Linked DNA regions of Mus musculus: all the other regions are linked to region 1. The links are chromatin contacts, called in public Hi-C and promoter capture Hi-C maps. All regions are on one chromosome and are shown on one strand. Each heading gives the region's core, a stretch centred on a gene start, on an enhancer-like site or on the middle of the called end of the contact. The rest is flanking DNA. Distances are from core to core; before and after follow the strand shown. Region 1 holds the start of Wdr60 (WD repeat domain 60). Region 2 overlaps Ptprn2 (protein tyrosine phosphatase, receptor type, N polypeptide 2). Region 3 overlaps Ptprn2 (protein tyrosine phosphatase, receptor type, N polypeptide 2).

Region 1 (2,581 bases), core at 26-2,525:
GAGCAGAGAGTGGTGTTCCTTACTCGATCCTTCCCCTTCATTACCTGACTTTATTCTTTCCCCATGAACCTATCCCAACATCCAACTATAGCACCTGTCTCCCATTTGAATGCTTTGTAGCTTCACATTAAGAAGTTTTGTGTCATGACATTCAATACCCTTCACAAATTTGCACACACCTCCCTTTTCATCTCTAGCCATCTCTCCAGTCATGAAATCCAGACCCTTTGTTACAGGTGTGCTCTGCTCATTAAAGAAGCTTCTAATCACATGTGGGCTTTGGGTACTTGGGAGGTGGCTAGTCTTGACATATTCTGTAAGTAAAGAATTTTGAAGACACTACAAGTTTTTAAAAATACGTTAATACTTCAAATATATACTGCACGTTAAAGTGATAACAGTTTATGCCTGTCTCTGGTAAAATATACTATTAAATTTAACCTTTTTCAACTTTTGAAAATGTAGCTCCTGGGGTTGGGGAGATAGCTCCGTAGATAAAGCATTTGTCATGCAAGCACGCAGACCAGGGTCTGGATCACCATCACCCACGTAAAAGTCAGATGGGGCAGCCTGCTTCTAACCTCAGTGCTCATGAGGCAGAAATGGCCATAGGCAAGAACCAGTAAAATTCTGTAAGAACTGGACCAAAATAAACCACAGCCAACACCAAGATTACCTTCCCTCTAAGAAATGTACTGGATTAGTAGAAACAAAGATAATAGACCTTAAGCAAAGATGAAAGACTTAATGTATGTTAGTACCTTTTGTATGACAAGGATTTGGCTTAGTGACCTTTGTGTGGTGTTAAGTGAGTGGAAAGTCAAATTCTAACGTGGGTTACAGTAATATGTAACTTAGAAAAGTGTGCGAATAGTAAACTTCTCATCTGCAGAAAAAGCTCAGAATGCTAACATACGATCTAGATACTTCCTAAGTATCGCTAGGCAGACAGCCTAGTCTTGAACTCACAAAGATCCTTCTGCCTTGTCTCCATTGTAATAGAATTAACTAAAGGTGTGCGCTGCCGCAGTTGGCCACAAATGATTTTCATGAAAAGACAGTCTATAGGGTGTGAGTTGAGGAGGCAAAGCCTTGTTCAAGTATAAAGCTCAATCACCGTTTCCTTCCCATCTCTCGTTGTCAACTGTGAGGGTCAAAGAAGGATCAGACAAAGAAACTCAAGACATAAGAAAAGGCTCCTGCGTGTTTGCAGAAAACACGGGCGCGCAGGCGCGCGTGCTGGGGACGGCCGCGGGGCATGCTGGGCCAGCGCCTTCGGCCCGTTGCTAGGAGGCGGGGACGCCGGCCCTCCTGGGACCCAAGTCGCAGCAGGCCTGGCTGGCTGGTAGAGCTGAGCGACGGCGGGTTTATCTTCCTCCGGTGGCCCGCGCCTGCTGGGCCGAGGACACGCGGCTGTCCCGGCCTCGAGGAGCGATGGAGCCTGGGAAGGTCGGTGCGCCGCGGGGCCCAGCCTGGTCCGGCCCGCGCCCCCATTACCCCCCTCTTTCTTGGCAATGGAGATCGGGTTCCTCCTGGGCCTGCACTTAGGAGAGAGCTGGAGGCGGAGTTTGGGTCGAGGTCTCAGCTCTGCTGTTGCCTCTCACTTCTTAGCTCCAGGTGCGGTTTGTGGAGGAGTTTCTGGACTCATCCAGAGGCGAGGCTGAGTGTCAACTTCAGGAAGGCACAGGACTCCTGAAAAAAAAGTGCCGCAAGGTGAAACATGAGTCTCGTTAAGGTAGAAGGTTGTTGACTTTAACTTTGGTAGGTCGTTTATATCAAAAATCCATCTCTTAGGTTTTCCGGTTTGGTGCAATACAGGTTTTTAAAGTATGTCCTTATGGCCCTATTAACAACTCATGATAAATCCTATGAATTACCTTAGCGTCTATTATAAAGGACCCTTGTCTGCTTTAATTAATTTAGGTCTTCTCTTTCCATCTTTTAGTTTACTGGGTAAAAGTTTGCCCATTTTGTTGATCTTTCTGAAAGAGTCAGCTCTTTAGTTTCATTGATTCTTCGTACTGGTTTGTGTTGTTACAGTTTCTTTGATTTCAGTCCTGAGTTTGATTTTTTTTTTTTTGTGCCATCTACTCTTTTGGGGTTATTATTTCTTCTTGTTTTTCTAGGGCTTTCAGGTGCATCATGAAATTACCAATATAAAACCTCTCTAGTTTTTTGGTGGAGACACTTGGTGCTATGAACTTTCGTCTTACAAACTGTGTTCATTGTGCCCTGTAGGTTTGGCTATGTTGAATTTTTATTCAGTTTTAAAAAGTTTATTTTCCTCTGTGATTTTTGTTTTGACTCAATTTTCATTCAGTAGTAAGTTGTTCAGTGTCCATGAGTTTGTTTGGTATTGTTGATATTCAGCTTTACTCCATGGTGGTCAGATAGGATTCAGGGTGCTATTTCAGTTTTCTTATATGTATTGAGGCTTGCCTTGTGTTCTAATATGTGATCATGAGCTTTGGAAAAGAAAGAATATTCTTTAGAGTTTGGGTGGGATATTTGTGTGTGTGTTTGTCTGTCAATTTGACTTACGATATTTTTTGTTTGTTTTGTTTTTTCATTTGCTTTTTTA
Region 2 (2,581 bases), core at 23-2,522, 360 kb before region 1:
CAGTGAAAGATGGATGAGGCATAGACCCAAAGGCCAGGGATATATTCCCAAACTTAACAACCTGCATACTGAGACAGTACAAGGCAGGCTTACAAATACGAGGTGGACTTCTCTATGTCGGATGAATCCAGCAGGTACAAAACCCCAGTCTACCTGTATAGCAGCAAACCCAGGAGCTGGGTGAGCTGTCGCCTGTCCTGTGCTGACAGCACTGGGAAAGGCTGGCAGAGGTGCGGCTTTTGCTGCACCTGGACCTGGTTAAGACCAGAGCAGCCTGCACTGCACACAAGGGCCTTGGTGGCAGTAGAAATTGGTGAGCTCTGCAGAGGCTGGAGATGAAGGTAGGATGGAGTCACACTGAGGACTAAAGTCATCAACAAAACGTGTAGCATCTGTGAGCAAGCGGCAGAAAATGGCTTAATACTGCACACTGATTTGTATGGCATTGTTGGGGCCACTGAATGTTGTGGATTGCACTGGCGCTGTTTGTATTTTGATGTTAATTCTGCTTCCTCAAGAGGGGCCGCCCCCGATGAGGCATGGACCATGTACTCAGGTGATTTCTCGAACCTTCTCCCCATTTTAACTGGTCAAATAAAGGCTAGAGCCTGTTATTCGGCAGTGGAAGGGAAAGGTGGGGCTGGAGGTTTTAGGGAGTGGGAAAAGAGTAGGGACGAGGATGACAGAGAAAGAGGGGGTGGAAGGAAGATGGAGCAGAACCACATGGCCTGGAGAAGCCACAGTAGCAAGGGATCTCATAGCTGGGGAATAGAGTAGTGTAGTGGTATATTTGCCCAATCTAGGTGTGCGGCTTATAAATATTGTAACTGAATTGTATGGTTTTTGCATACATAACCTTATTGGGGTTAGTGATTTACTTTAACAATTGACTGCCACAGACCCCACAAGCATCATGCAGACCATCACTGTGACTCACTTAGCCATACGATACAGACCGACCCATAGACTTCCAACCTGGCCAGAGAATTCCCATAAACAAAGCTGCCTCAAATATATCATCTCACACAGCCTTACAGCTTCACTAAACCTCCCAAAAAAACTTGAACAGCCTTCATGAAAGAAACACCAGGAGACCAAACCAAAGGGAGCACAGCAGGAGGGAGGAGGGAGGAGGGAGGAGGGAGGAGGGAGAAGGGAGGAGGGAGGAGGGAGGAGGGAGGAGGGGAAACTCCTTAAACAGGACTGTCTCTAGATGGAGAGTCTCCAGCCGGGCAGCCATCTGTCTTGATGGTGCCTGGCCCATGGTGCCAGCTGCTCCCACTCTGAGCTGTAGAACGACAGAATAAAGTACTCGAACCTCTGCAGAAACTCCTCTTTGGTGCAAACTGAACTGAAGGGGATAGAAGCTGTCCCAGCAGAACTGGTCAACAAGTCACCCAAGACCTCCAAGCAAGGAGTAGAAGCAGGCCAGATACAGAAATCAGAGGGAGCTCATGGCTCTGATATTTAACTGTGTGATTCTGAACACAGCAAATCCAATCAGATTTTCCACTGTTCCTATCAGGATGTTTTTAGCCACCACTCAGAGAAAATATGAGTCACACTGGCTTCAGTGGGGATGTAGGGGGTGGAATGAACATAACAGTTCCAGGAACCCGAGCCCAGGCTCAAGGGGCTCATTCCAAAGGTCTGAATACAGGTGTTACGTACTGATAGAGTTGAGGTGGGCGGGATCCACTAAGATTTCTTGACTCTTGTGGTTCAAGCCAAAACATTTTACCTGAGTCATGTGGTAAGATAAAATATAGTTTATTAACAAGGAAAAGGGTGCTTCAAGAATGAGCGAAAGCTAGCAAATTGGAAGAAAGGTGTACCCTCAAAAATAAAAAATGCTGCCCAAAGGGTCAATGGTCTTTAGCTGTCATTTATATAGTACATGAGCTCTCTGTTACACATAGCCCACATGGAGAAGGGTTTCCAGTCTTGTCAAACAGCTTCTTTCATGTTAGCCTGATGTCTGTCCATATCACCACTCTCCTGCCACACCTGGCAGGGCGGTCTGTTTTGTCTCTCTCTGATTTGCCCTTTAATGCTGGCACATCCACAGACTAGAATATGACTGAATCTTTAAAGAAGATGAAACTCTTTTTTTTTTCCCTCAAGTCGGGGGTTTCTCTGTGTAGCCCTGGCTGTCCTGGAACTCACTTTATAGACCAGGCTGGCCTCGAACTCAGAAATCCGCCTGCCTCTGCCTCCCGAGTGCTGGGATTAAAGGCATGCGCCACCACGCCTGGCTAAAAGATGAAACTCTTACAAGTGACTGTATGGATGAGCCTGGAAGGCACCATGCTACCAGAGATAAGCCAACCACAGGTCTCACTTAAAGGGACTAGCAAAGGCCATGAGAATCAGAGAAGCAAAAAGAACAGTGACTGTCAGTGGCTGAGGGAGGGAGGGGAATTATTCATCAGTAGATAGGGAGTTTTAAAAATTTGCTGTACAACACTTTACCTGTATCTATTGGGCACTTAAGACTGCGTTGGAAGGTTAGATTTTAAGTCAAGGATTCTTAGCATCATAAAGAACAGCCTTGGGTTTATTGCAGTAATGCCCCAAACAT
Region 3 (2,581 bases), core at 38-2,537, 320 kb before region 1:
TTTAAAAATGCTATATGCTTTTTTTTAATGAGCTAATAAGACTATATATGCCTGCCTCATCTCAGGAAAAGGAGTCATGAATTAAAGAGACCCCCCACATATGAATGCAGGCATCCTGGACTCCATTCCACACCCTGCCCCATGGCCACCTGTCCATCTTCACTGAGACTGGCCACACCTCTCTGCTCCACCAGCTAGCAGGATGAATTATACAGTCACCATGACAACAGTAAATCCAGGCCAGCAACAACAGGATGTTATATTTCTTAGGACTCCTGTCAGCCACAGCAAACACCCAGCCTGCAGCACTTGGGCAGCCTGCCTTGCCATTTCCCAGACCTAGCTGCACTAGAAAAAAAGGTGTCAAATACTGTCTGTTCCCTTACACCAAGACCTGAATATCTATATTTACATTTAAATTGCTTTTCTTTCCCAAAGAATAGAAGGCTATTATCTTAATAATGCATCTTTCACTGAAGGTTAGGAAGGCAAGTTGGAGTTGGGGGAAGAAAATAAACCAAAGAATGATTCTGGTTCACTTTTAGACTTTCTTTCTGCAGAGGGAAGAGGGAAAGTTGTGTCTGCTGTCATTAGTGCTATGTCTCTGGTTAGACTGAACACACACACACACACACACACACTGCGTCCTTCATCATCAGAGCTTGGTGAGTATAAATTGACCATATTTAGCTGAGAAGATACTTTTAAGATAATCTACTTAATGCTATCTCCCCAAAGCAGCACAAAGTCCAGCTCAGGGGGTCAGGGTCCTGCCAGCCAAGGCACATGGTCCTGGCCTGGCCCATCACAGAAATCGTCCTGCAGAAAGCAAGCACAAAACCGAGATGGAGACGGTTGGCATTCTGCTCTCCTTTCTTCCCAGGGCCAGCTCTTGCCCTTCCCTGCTGGCCCCTGCTGCCAGCTCAGACACACACACATACAGTCCTCCCTAACTGAGATTCCTGATCTAGGCCACAGGGCTGGCCCTCGGCATGGCCCCAAAGCACTTGGTTTAGTGTTTCGGACAGACAAAGCTTGACATTTGCACTCAAGGAGGGGCTTGGCCTGGGGCAAGTAGGGCACCCTTGGCTATGCAGGGCCACTTAAGAGTACGAGGGCATCTGTGGCAGCTCAGAATTAGCAGCAGCTGCAGGAGGAGGCTCCCCTTCCCCACGTACAAGCTAAAGACGGGCAGGCAGTAAGCTAAGAAGAAAGAGTGTGTGCTTTGTCAACCTGCCTGGGGTTCCAGAGGGCTACTACACACCCAGTCTCACTCTGAAACACATAACTGTGACCTTCCAGCATTATCTCCACCTCTCCCCTTGTTCAAACAGCAAACTACCCAGAACTTGGCACCCATTAAACACACACAAAGTCATTTTCTTCATTTGAGAAGTCTTTGGCCACTCCCCTTCCTGTTGACAGCTACTCATCCAACATTTCCAGGAGCTAGCCCTAGGAAGGACTTCCTGTGAGATCAACATGAAGCCATGAAAACAGAAAATGTGCAGGCATCAAGCACAGGCTGGGGGCAGGGGGCCAAGTAGAGCTAGCACTGAGGAATGCCAGCACACTAGACTCAGGTTCATTCTTTCTTCCTTACCACCAGAGTCCATCACCAACAATGCCCCTTCCTCCTGAAGAACAGGCCTACACTCAGGGACTGAGGCTGATAGGCACTGAGACACACATCTGTGAGTAAGAACTCTCTCCCTATCCCTAGCACCCAAAGACAAAAAGCTCTGCGTCCTTCAGATCAAAGGTGTGGAAGCCACCCTCTAGTCCACAGCAGAAGAAACAGATCCAAAACTTCAGCAATGCCCCAAGCATAATCCGTACTCACCGTTCACACAGGTCTCCAGTGATCCACACAAGCCATCCTCAAACAAGCATCCTAGATAAAAAGACAGAAGAGAAAGAAGTCAGTGACAGAGAAACCAATGGCCTTGGAGGCTTGAAAAAAAAAAAACCCTCCCCACCCCCATACAGACTCCTTGGATCTGCTTCTTCGTGATGGTGCTGGATTATTCTGAAGCCATTCTAACAGACCTCTGTATGATCTGGACAACCTGTCTATCAGGAGGATTGGTGGCATGTCCTGTGCCTTCAAGTTCACATCAGAGAGAGGCCATGTCCTTGGCATGGCCATCTATCTATGCAGATATGCCCCCTCTAGCCTCACAGCATTTCTAAACTGCCCACCCAGGGAAGTCAGGGCTTGAGACTGAGCTCACAGCAGCATCATGGACAGAAGTATACACAATACCAGAAATGGGCCAGACCTCTGGACCTAATCCAACTGTGCACACTAAGAAGGATTCTGAGATCCTGATTTCTCATGACTCCATGGAGACTGGTTATGTGCCTCTGCATGGGGACAATGACAAAGAAGGAAAGGTCATGCAAAGAGAAACAGAGGCTTGGTGAGTGTCAAAAGAATGGAGGCATTCAGAGGAGACTTCACTAAAGCCACCAAGGTGGCTAGCCTCTCTCACAGTGGAAACAGAGCCTGATAGCCTCCCATAAAACAGGGGACCAAAGCAAATGTACTCACAGAGCAACTGGATGTAATCTGTAGCCA

The links. Promoter capture Hi-C pulls out the DNA fragments that hold promoters and counts their contacts. Hi-C and Micro-C count contacts between places; a contact is called where the count stands out from the background.
Region 2: a contact with region 1 is called in a Hi-C map of cerebellum, with 2.5 times the contacts expected there. The contact joins the enhancer-like site here to the promoter of Wdr60 in region 1. A contact is called at or near these places in 11 of 39 promoter capture datasets (the 3T3-L1 cell line, 3T3-L1-derived adipocytes, the C10 cell line and 7 more), 6 of 484 Hi-C or Micro-C datasets (the HL-1 cell line, brain, cerebellum and 3 more), 4 of 115 datasets of contacts at active chromatin or transcription factors (astrocytes, embryonic basal ganglia, embryonic forebrain and 1 more) and 2 of 9 other capture datasets (adipose tissue and liver).
Region 3: a promoter capture Hi-C map of neural stem cells shows a contact between it and region 1. The contact joins the enhancer-like site here to the promoter of Wdr60 in region 1. A contact is called at or near these places in 6 of 39 promoter capture datasets (3T3-L1-derived adipocytes, the C10 cell line, the HPC-7 cell line and 3 more), 1 of 484 Hi-C or Micro-C datasets (uterus), 3 of 115 datasets of contacts at active chromatin or transcription factors (bone marrow-derived macrophages, pancreatic cancer cells and stem cell-derived neural progenitor cells) and 1 of 9 other capture datasets (pancreatic islet).

What each region holds. Positions count from the first base shown.
Region 1 is chr12:116,261,719-116,264,299 of GRCm38.p6, reverse strand. Wdr60 (WD repeat domain 60) reads left to right here and starts at 1,275. Exons shown (of 22, transcript NM_146039.3): 1 at 1,275-1,449. The coding sequence starts at 1,435.
Region 2 is chr12:116,621,867-116,624,447 of GRCm38.p6, reverse strand. The region is part of intron 2 of Ptprn2 (protein tyrosine phosphatase, receptor type, N polypeptide 2); the gene reads right to left. Among named protein-coding and RNA genes, the nearest start is that of Gm31336, 130 kb to the left of the region's middle. Within about 2 kb of position 1,272, at least 21 of the 459 cell types and tissues checked have an H3K27ac peak or open chromatin away from gene starts, as enhancers often do. A contact at or near this core is called in cerebellum and muscle stem cells, where this site is marked.
Region 3 is chr12:116,579,712-116,582,292 of GRCm38.p6, reverse strand. Ptprn2 (protein tyrosine phosphatase, receptor type, N polypeptide 2) reads right to left here. Exons shown (of 23, transcript NM_011215.2): 2 at 1,844-1,894. Among named protein-coding and RNA genes, the nearest start is that of Ptprn2, 95 kb to the right of the region's middle. Within about 2 kb of position 1,287, at least 51 of the 459 cell types and tissues checked have an H3K27ac peak or open chromatin away from gene starts, as enhancers often do. A contact at or near this core is called in neural stem cells, pancreatic cancer cells and uterus, where this site is marked.